Linked DNA regions of Mus musculus: regions 1 and 3 are each linked to region 2. A link is a contact called in public HiChIP or PLAC-seq data. All regions are on one chromosome and are shown on one strand. The core of a region is the stretch at or near the end of the contact, and the rest is flanking DNA. Distances in the headings are between cores, read along the strand shown.

Region 1 (3,342 bases), core at 258-2,757, 230 kb before region 2:
GTACTGCACACACATGGTGCATAAACATACATGTAGGTAATGTGCCCCATGCACATACAAATAAACAAAGCTTCTTTAAAAATTCAGACTAATTACAGCAGTAGCCCCACTTCCTCAGTACCAACTTCTGTCCTGTCCCATTTCCGTTGGTGTGATAAAACGCTCTGACAAAAACCAACTTAGAGGGTAAAGAGCTTTACTTCAGTTTACAAATTCAGTTTGCAGTTCATCACTGTGGGGAAGTCAAGGCAGGAACTTAGAGCAGCTCAGCACACCACACCCATCATTAGGAGCAGGAGAAATGACTTTATGCTTCCTCTCTTGCTTGTTCTCTGCTAGATTTCTCCATTGTCACAAAGCTCAGGACACCAGCCTAGGGGATGGTGCCACCCACAGTGGGATGTGTTTTCCTGCATCAGTTAGCAATCAAGGCAATTCCCCTACATACATTCTCAACCTTATCTAGATAATCTTTTATGAAGACTTCCCAGGTTGTGCCAAGTTGATGGCTAAAACTAACCATCCTAAGTAGCTTAAACCAAATAATCTATTTCACCTCTGAATAATAAAATCCCAGAGGAAGGAAGCTCAGACTCTGCAAGACACCTAAAAATCACTAAAGACCAGATCCCCTCTCCCTTAAGCTCCTCTATACTTAATACAATATTTCTACTTCATAATCCAATGTTGCTGCTGGTGCTCCAGCCATCAAGTCCCCTTCCCAGGTGCCAGGAAAGAGAAGTAGATGTGGAAGAAATTTTTCTGGAAAATAACACACATGACTCCTCCACTTTTGCCTTGCTGGTCACCACTTGGGCACAAGTTCATGTGCTTAGAAGTTAAAGAGTAAGGATTCTACCCCCCCCCCCAAAAGATATGGGCCTGATACATAGTGTGGGCAGCTGGCATCTCTGCCTGCTGCTTGCTGACTGACCAGGACCAGTTTGGAAGTCTTTGGTTCATCAGTGCAGAGGCAGGGGCTGGGTAGGTTCTTCTTCAATAGACAAGAATGCAGTCTGGGTCAGGCCAAGCAAGGCCTGTGGAGAACTCAGAAGGGATGAAGGAACATGGATCATGAAGGTGACCAGCCCAGGCCAGGGGAAGGGGGCTCAGAGGAAGGGACACTTGAGAGGACAGGAGGAGAAGATCCTCCCAGGGACCAGGGAGGGGGAAGCTCACAGTCCCTAGCTCAGTAGGGTGCTCTGAGCCTCCAGGTTCCCACCTATGACCAAGGAGCATTGACTGCACTGTAAGATGTTCTGCAGGTTGCAGATCTAGCTCGCAGGTGGGGCCTCCATAAACAAAACATACAGCCCGGAGACTCTCCCCTCCTTCATACACCCCAACTGAGAGAGACTCCAACGGAGCCTAGGTCTGGGGGCATTTTGGGATTGTCACAGCTGCGGGGGGGAGGGGGAGGCGGCTGTGAATGCCTTATCTTAGAGAACAAACCACCACATCTAACAGAGCCAGAATCTCCAAAGCCTGCCCACACAGCTATGGGGGCGGCGTAGACTCTCCTCGCTCCTCCCACTGGGTCTCAGAACCATCTTTGTCTCCTCCCACTGTATCCTAGGACCCTTCCCTACCCTCCCACTGTATCTCAGGACCCTCCTGTCCCCTCCCAGGAACCTCCTCTCTCCTCCCACTGTATCTCAGGACCCTCCTGTCCCCTCCCAGGAACCTCCTCTCCCCTCCCACTATGCCCCAGGACCCTCCTTGCTCCCTCCCATTCTTTCTAAGAACCCTCCTCTTCCCTCCTACTGTGGCTCAGGAGCCTCCTTGTCCCCTCCTATGGTATCTTAAGACCCTCTTTGTCCCCTCCCACTGGGTGTCAGGACCCTGCTGGTCTCCTCAGAGACCCTGAGCCCATTCCTTGGCTTTGTCTCCGGAATCTAGCTATCTTCTCCTTCACAAACACCCACAGTGACTCAGGCTTTTTGTGAAGTTCGACAAACTAAACTTCTGTGTCCTTATTCAGTGCCAAGCACGTAGCGGCCATCCTCCCCCGAATCCATTACCAGTTAAAGCACAGCTATTATTTTTACAGCCGTGCTCAGAAATGGCTTGCAATCTCTAATTTGCTAAATTGATGTGTATATTGACTAAATAAATATTCGGCACGAAGCCCGCGTCCCCTCCACACTTATTAATCCTCGGGAAATGGAAACACAAGACACGAAATGAGCTTCTGCTCGGAGCTGCAGACAGGAATACATTATGTTGTTTTCCTGAGTGTTCAGGGACTCGCATCGCTGCAGCAGAGACCAGCCAATCAGCAAGCTCCAAGTTTTCCATGACGCACTTGTCTGCCCAGGACGTGCCCAGGTTGCTAAGGCTCTTCTGAAGTTTAGAACAAGAAACTTTTACCTCTTGAGGGGGGGGGGGTGAGGGGGAAACAGCTTTAGAGGGGGTGTTTAGGGGGTTTATGCCTTCAGTGTTTGCAAGAGAAATCAGAACGACTGTCAGGGCCCACAAGAGTCTCTGGCAACAGCCTCTACCCTTCCATGGAGATATTAGCTTCCTTGGCTTGGGGGAGAGAAGGCAGCCCCGTGGGGAAGGGGCCCTGACCTTGGTTGCTAAGCCCCTAGGTTGACAGCTGGTTGCCATGGTGATGCTCATTTGATTCTTTCCTCACTGGGGCAAGGCCCACTGTGAGCTACCACTCTAAGCTGGCTTGTGCCATGGTTTGCAAGGAGCCCAGCGTTGGGAAAGAAGCACTACAAACAGGGAAGTGAGTGGGCCCAGCACTTCCCTTTTGCTCAGCTGGAAGAATGCAGTTCCTCAGGTGTGAACATTGCATCTCACATCCCCTTGACCCAGAGCAGAAGCTTCCTCCCTGGGCAGACTCTGGGCCACTCCAAAGGGGGCATAGGTCCACAGTCTTCCTCTGAGACAGGCCTCTTCCCTGTCCCCAGCTGTGCCCTGGAGCAAGTGCCATACTTTGTTGAGTCTGTTTCTTGATGGCCATGCTTGAGAGTCATGAAGGGATTGCCATGGCAATGCTCCCAGCACCTGACCCATGTAGGTTGGCTGCCACCAAAGTCAAGGGGCAGACATCTGCATTCAGATGAAGTCCAGGCAATAGGAATAGCCAGTGCAAAGGCCCTGAGGACAGCAGCCTAAGATGACAACAGAGAGGCAGACAGTGCTGGTCACACAGTCCTTTGGCTGGTGGGAAGAGGGATTGCACCCCAATGTAGTGACAGGCACAGGAAGCTTGGAGAGGGTCTGTCTGAGTCTCAGCCTTCATAGTCTCAGGCCCCACTGCAGCCCTGTGGAGCTCATTCTGATCAGCTTGGGGGCTCAGGAGGCTGTATGAGTTCTGCAGAGTACGCAATT
Region 2 (3,023 bases), core at 406-2,905:
GGCCTCTCAGGTCTGCACTGGCCAGGGACTCAGTACTGGTGGCATCCAAGGCCTGGGCTAAGACCTGCATGTCTCTTTTAGCCCCTCAGACAGTCACATCACCTAAAATTCCTACCAAGGAGCCCTGAGAGACCTAGGTAGTTATCTCTGTTCCAGGAAGCCTGAAAGACCAGGCTTCCCATCTCACCCTAGGACTTCAAGAGGGACCCCCTACTCAAGGCCCTTCCCCAGCCCCTACTTGCCATTTTACCACCCCTGAAACGCTTGGCTTGTCGCCCACCTTCAGCAAAGCAGGAAGCCTGGCTCACCATCCCCACTCACTCACTGCCATTCTGGGTGAAGGCTGCTTTGCTCCCATTTTTCAGATTAGGAAACGGAGGCTCCAAAGAGCAGCAATCCACTGAGAGACCCAGTATCTGTCTGGGACGTTTCCTCCTGGGAGGAGAGGGAGGCTAGTCCTTTGAGACAGGAAAATGCAGTCGGGAGCTCTTCTGAACTTGGGTACCAACTGCCTACTCCTCAGGCCCTACCTGGGGCTAGGGGTGGGGTTGTTAGACAGTGAGGTACCAAAGGACTCATGTCAGGACCCCGCCCCCCCAAGAGAGGAGGGGGGTGGGAACATTCTCTAGTCCCAGATTTCACTTATGTACTCTGTAGAGCTGCAGCATCTGGGGTTTGAAGGCTTTGGGTTAAAAGATACTTGGGAAGGAAAAGCCGAGAAGTACCTGGGCCCGGATCCCTTGGGTGCTGGACTTGAGGGGAGGTGTGTGTGTGTGTGTGTGTGTGTGCGCGTGTGTGTGTGTGTGTGTGTGTGTATGTGTGTGTGTGTTGGGGGAGTGAAGTGTAGAAAGAACTTTATCTCCACATTATCTCTGCCAGTCCTGGAAGGTTCCCAGAGGAAGTGGCACCCGAGGGGGGAGGGGCAGGGAGAGAACGTTCCCCGAGGAACAAAAGCCAGGATAGCAGAGGGGCAAGCGGTGGGGGTACCGAGGGGGTTTTGCATGACTGGAGCAAATGGAGTGTTGGGGGGGGGGCGGTTCGAAAGATGAGCCAGGTCCAAGAGTGGCCACCTCCGAGGAGCCTTCTCGGATTCCTGCGCTCCCTCCCGGATGCTTTCCTAGCACAGCCCTTAGTTGCTACACTTTGGCCACTTCCAAGTGCGAGTCCCGAGAGAGCTGGGCAGATTGGGATTCTTCTCTCTGGGTCCCTGCGGCGTCTGTCCCAGTGCCGGACACCCGGTGGGCACTCGGTAAATATTTGTAGAGCGCCCTGGGAGGAATGAATGAAGCCATTGGGCCAGGCTTGGGGAGGGCGGGGACAGGCGCAGGTGGGAGGCAGCGGGAGCGGGAGGGGCGGGGAAGTCAGTCCTCCCGCTCCTCCCCCGCTCCCCGGCCCCAGCGCGCCCAACTCCGGGGCTCCCGAGGCGGCGGGCGGGCGATCCGGGCGCGCAGGGCCCTTGTATTGGGCACGCGGGAGATCGGAAAGGGGTTTGTTGCTGGTGCCCGCGGGCCCGAGCGCGATCAGAGCGGGAGGAGGGAGCTAGGGTTCGCTCAGCGCCCAGCTGCCTCTCCGGCACTCGCTCTCCGGACTTGTAGGTCTGCAAGCTGCTGCTCCTCCCACCCCGGCCCGCCTCCTCGCTCTCTTGCTCGCTCTCTGGAGTTGCTGTGCTAGCCTTGCCGTGCGTCCTGGCGAGTGCGGGCCGAGGGGCCCCGGGCCAGAACTGAGTAAAGGACAGGGGCGTCCCGGGCAAAGCGCAGCCGGCCGGGGAGTGGCCATGTGTGGCGAGGCCGCCTTGAAGCTCGCCTGCAGCAAGTGACCTCGGGTCGTGGACCGCTGCCCTGCCCCCTCCGCTGCCACCTGGGGCGGCGCGGGCCCGGTGCCCCGGATCGCGCGTAGAGCCGGCGCGATGCACGTGCGCTCGCTGCGCGCTGCGGCGCCACACAGCTTCGTGGCGCTCTGGGCGCCTCTGTTCTTGCTGCGCTCCGCCCTGGCCGATTTCAGCCTGGACAACGAGGTGCACTCCAGCTTCATCCACCGGCGCCTCCGCAGCCAGGAGCGGCGGGAGATGCAGCGGGAGATCCTGTCCATCTTAGGGTTGCCCCATCGCCCGCGCCCGCACCTCCAGGGAAAGCATAATTCGGCGCCCATGTTCATGTTGGACCTGTACAACGCCATGGCGGTGGAGGAGAGCGGGCCGGACGGACAGGGCTTCTCCTACCCCTACAAGGCCGTCTTCAGTACCCAGGGCCCCCCTTTAGCCAGCCTGCAGGACAGCCACTTCCTCACTGACGCCGACATGGTCATGAGCTTCGTCAACCTAGGTGAGTGGCGGTGGGAGGGGATATATTTCAGACTGGGGCCACTTTGGGACTGGGAGAGGGTCTCTGCTTACAGCCACTGTGGTCCACCTTTCCATTTGCAAAGCATCAGTGCCCGCCAGAGACTCTTCGCCCCGGGGTCTTAGTAGACTTTAAGCTCTGTGCGTCTCGGATAAGTCTTGCTGGCTCGGAGGGTTTGTCCGGGCTATCCGGAGGGTGCACCCCCAGCCCTGAGTCTCTGTCTGCTCCGCCGCGGGTTCATCTCACTCAGGGGCGGGAGGTCCCGGCTCGGCAGCGGCTTAGTTCAAAGCGCCCGGCTGGGTCATGTGAGCTGAACCGGCTTCAGCGGCCCGCGCTACCTGGATTTAAAGGGCCCTTGTGGGCAAAGCTGCCTTCCCGCCTTTCCTCTGCCCCTCTGAGGCCAGCTTGGTTCTGACATCCCGCGCATCCCCTTTTCTTCCCCTCTCTGACCCTACCTGTCCCATTGCGGAGCGCTGGTTTCGGCGTGCGCTCGGAGTGCCGCGGGGCTCCTCGCCTAGCCGCCAGTCGCCCACCTTTGGACTCTCGGCTGGAGCCGGGGAAAGAACGTTGCCATTGCGAGTTTTCTATTTTAAATGTTTAATGATAGGTCCCGGGCGGGCAGAATCCATTTTCAGCGTTTATCACGTGTGGCGCGCAAACCACGGGTTTTGGCGATTGGGTGGC
Region 3 (3,484 bases), core at 822-3,321, 140 kb after region 2:
TAGAATCTAGCTAGGCTGCTAGGTCTCATTCTGTTGTCCCCCTTCCCCTGCCACCATCACCCTCCCCCTGCCACCATCCCCCTAGCCCTGCCATCATCCCCTCCCTCCCCCCTCATCCTCTCCCCCTTTATCCCCCTCCCCCTCCATCTTTTCTCCCTTCATCCCCCTCCCCTTCCATATCCTTCCCCTGCCACCATCCCCCTCCCCCTACCACCATCCCCCTTGCCCTGCCATCATCCCCTCCCTCTCCCCTCATCCTCTCCCCCTTCATCCCCCTCCCCCTCCATCCTCTCCCCCTGCCATCATCCCCCTCCCCCTCCCCCTCCCTTCATCCTGCCACTTCCCCTCCTTGATGCTGTGTCAGGGTCTTTCCAACAGGTTGCAACTAAAGATCCAAGAAGCAACTGAAGGGAAGAAGGGTTTATTGTGGCCCCCGGCTTGAGGGCCACAGTCCACTGCGACACGAAAGGCATGGCGACAGAAATAAGAAGCTCCTCATCACAGCGCATCTGTAGCCACGAAACAGAGGGACAAGAACGGAGGCCATAAAACTTCAAAGTCACTCCAGCCACCTTCTTCCTCCAGTGAGGCTCCACTTCCTCCCCCCAAAAGTAGTATCACCATCTGGGGACCAAGAATTGAAACATATGAGCCTATGGGGTGGGGGTGGGGGGCGTTCAAGTCCAATTGTGACAAGCACTCAGCAGCCTCCCCCCCCCCCCCCCGTCTGCTCTGAGCCCAGCTTCCTGTGCCTTGCAGCCACGTTCCTCCTTTCAGAACTACTCAGAGCACCTTCTGAGGGCAGCAGCATCTAAAGAAATTTCCCCAGAGCCTACGAGATGGCCTGGTAGATAAATGAGCATCGCGCTCATAGGCTTTATATTTGAATGCTCAGTCACTGGGGAGTGGAACTGTTTGGGAAGGACTATGGGGAGTGGCCTAGTTAGAGGAGGTGTGTCACTTGGGGTGGGCTAACAGAAACTCATCCCTCCCCCGCCCTAGAGATCAGAATGTAGGAGCTCAGCTACTGTTCCGGCACCATGTCTGCCCGCCTACCTGTCTGACTGTGTGCCTGCCTGTCTGCCTGCCTGCCTGCTTGCCTGTATATCTGCCTGCCTGTGTGCCTGCCTGTCTGCCTGTCTGCCTGTCTGCCTGTCTGTCGTCTGCCTGCCTGCCTGTGTGCCTGCCTGTGTGCCTGTGTGCCTGCCTGCCTGCCTGCCTGCCTGCTTGTCTACCTGCCTGCCTGCCTGCCTGCCTGTCTGCCTGTCTGCCTGTCTGCCTGTCTGTCTGTCTGTCTGTCTGCCTGCCTGCCTGCCTGCCTGCCTGCCTGCCTGCCTGTCTGCCTGCCTGCCTGCCTGTCTGCCTGCCTGTCTGTCTGTCTGCCTGCCTGTCGTCTGCCTGCCTGCCTGCCTGCCTGCCTGCCTGACTGCCTGCCTGCCTGTCTGTCTGCCTGCCTGCCTGCCTGCCTGTCTGCCTGGCTCTACACTGTGATAATACTGGACGCACCCTCTAAAGCTATAAGAAAACTCTCAATAAATGCTTTCTTTGGTAAGTTGAGTTTGTCATGGTGTCCCTTCACAGCACTAGAACAGAGACTAAGACAAGAAGCTTTGATGACCTGAGTTGGTTCCTGAGACCCAGCTGGTAGAGACAAGAACTGACTGCCTCAAGTTGTCCTCTGACCTTCATGTGTATGCACGAGACATACACACTCATACACGTGTATGCATGAGAAGGCATGCACTCAAATGCATGTGTATTTTATGTATACACACAAAATAAATAAAAATGTAAAAGGAAATTTCTCTTTAACAAACCTAATCCCACCTAAACAGCAAGAAGGAAGCCTGCAGGAAGCTGGCTAGTGACTGGGCTCTTTCCTCTGCCACTCTGAGTGACAGGTCTTGGGTTCTCTTTTGTGGTCTCTGAACACTTATGGAGTTCCACGGAGCTTAGATTCCAGCTTGACCTCTGTGATCCACAGGCAGATACACTCCAGTTTTACCAGTCCTGCCCACTGGCTGACAGTTCTGGAACCCTGTGTCTCTGCAGCGGCCTCAGTCTCTGCAGGCAGGGGCCTCCTAGCACATTTGGTTTTAATTCCCTGAACTCTTAAGTGCATTTGGTTGTCCCGATGTCCTGAGGAGATAAAAATCACACACATGTGAACTGAAAGTTGAGTGAGCCTGGGAAAGCGGGGGTGGGGGGGGTGGGGGGTGGGGGGAGGGAGAGGGAAAAGGGGAGGGAGAGGGAGGGGGGGAGGGGGAGGGGAGAAAGGGATTGTTAGAACACCCCCCTAAATTCCCCAGAATGCACAGTTCACCTTTGGCGAATGTGAGGGAGCTGGGGACTGTATGTGTGACAGAGTCCTTTCCTGAGCCCATAAGAGAGGAGAGTGAATGGCAGAGGCCACCCAGATGGGGAGCATGGGAAGGGGTGATTCTTCTGAACCCAAGATGTAGGAAAGGGGTCCAAAGGCTGTAAGTGTTTTCAGAGAACCAGGGAAAGGAATTTCACTCACAGACAGGCATACAGACATACATACACAGGCATACACACAGACACAGACACACACACAATCTTATACACAGACACACAGTCACACATATACACAGATACAGAGACAGACACACACACAAGCACATACACAGACATACAAACAGGCACATATACAGATACACACAAGCACATACGCACACAGTCAGACACATACACAGAAAGACAGATACACCCACACAAGCACAGACGGACACACAGACAGACACATACACAGCCACACAGACACAAACACGCCACACAGACTCCAACAAAACCCTTATATCAATGCACAGAGAATGCGACCAGATACCTAGGCTCTACAAATAAAGTCAGTCTCTTGCATTTTTTGAGTGAAGTCCAGTTTTTAAATGTCAGGACACCATCAGGGACCGGCTCAGTGCACAGGCTGGCCTGGAGGGGCTGTGAGCTGCAGCTTCCCAGCTCCACGCAGCAGCTTTCAATTACTCAAATTTACACCTCACTTGGGAATGTGTACGTGTTTATGTGCTCTGTGTGTGTGTGTGTGTGTGTGTGTGTGTGTGTGTGTGTGTGTGCATGTCTGTCCTTATTAGTAGCCGCAGCTGGGACGTCCTACCACAGAAGCCACACAGGAGGAATCCCGTCATTCTTCTGTCCTACCTGGCAGCCTGAGCTACAGTCCCCGTCCCCAAGCCTCGGCCTCTCTGGTCAGATTGGGCTGTCACGACCTGCCCAAGAACTGTGCTAAACCCCAGAAAGACCAGGTGTTTCAGACCCAGGCGTGGCACTGGGCAGAAACTCACCAGTCTTCTGTCCCAGGTCCCAGGCCAGTCTACCTCCATATGAAGCATATGGTGAGATCTCCCTTAAGGGAGTTCTGGGATGTTTCTCGGCCCCTCAGCCCAACCCAGGCTCCCCCATGGCTGTCCTTTGACATCTATTCCTATGTTTTCTTTGTTTTCTATCA

What was found. HiChIP or PLAC-seq counts read pairs in DNA pulled down with a chosen protein or histone mark.
Region 1: a contact with region 2 is called in an H3K4me3 HiChIP or PLAC-seq map of the SCID.adh cell line, with 9 read pairs. The contact joins the enhancer-like site here to the promoter of Bmp7 in region 2. A contact is called at or near these places in 1 of 39 promoter capture datasets (pre-B cells), 1 of 484 Hi-C or Micro-C datasets (nephron progenitors) and 2 of 115 datasets of contacts at active chromatin or transcription factors (the SCID.adh cell line and astrocytes).
Region 3: an H3K4me3 HiChIP or PLAC-seq map of craniofacial prominence shows a contact between it and region 2, with 2.2 times the contacts expected there. The contact joins the enhancer-like site here to the promoter of Bmp7 in region 2. A contact is called at or near these places in 5 of 39 promoter capture datasets (cranial neural crest, embryonic stem cells and frontonasal cranial neural crest) and 3 of 115 datasets of contacts at active chromatin or transcription factors (craniofacial prominence and embryonic stem cells).

The regions. Positions count from the first base shown.
Region 1 is chr2:173,172,541-173,175,882 of GRCm38.p6, reverse strand. No RefSeq gene overlaps it. Among named protein-coding and RNA genes, the nearest start is that of Pck1, 21 kb to the right of the region's middle. Within about 2 kb of position 1,507, at least 185 of the 459 cell types and tissues checked have an H3K27ac peak or open chromatin away from gene starts, as enhancers often do. A contact at or near this core is called in the SCID.adh cell line, astrocytes and nephron progenitors, where this site is marked.
Region 2 is chr2:172,938,953-172,941,975 of GRCm38.p6, reverse strand. It overlaps Bmp7 (bone morphogenetic protein 7), which reads left to right and starts at 1,655. Exons shown (of 7, transcript NM_007557.3): 1 at 1,655-2,321. The coding sequence starts at 1,907. Gm40010 (a long non-coding RNA gene) reads left to right here and starts at 2,331. Exons shown (of 3, transcript XR_867069.2): 1 at 2,331-3,023.
Region 3 is chr2:172,800,543-172,804,026 of GRCm38.p6, reverse strand. No RefSeq gene overlaps it. Among named protein-coding and RNA genes, the nearest start is that of 1700055K11Rik, 58 kb to the left of the region's middle. Within about 2 kb of position 2,071, at least 10 of the 459 cell types and tissues checked have an H3K27ac peak or open chromatin away from gene starts, as enhancers often do.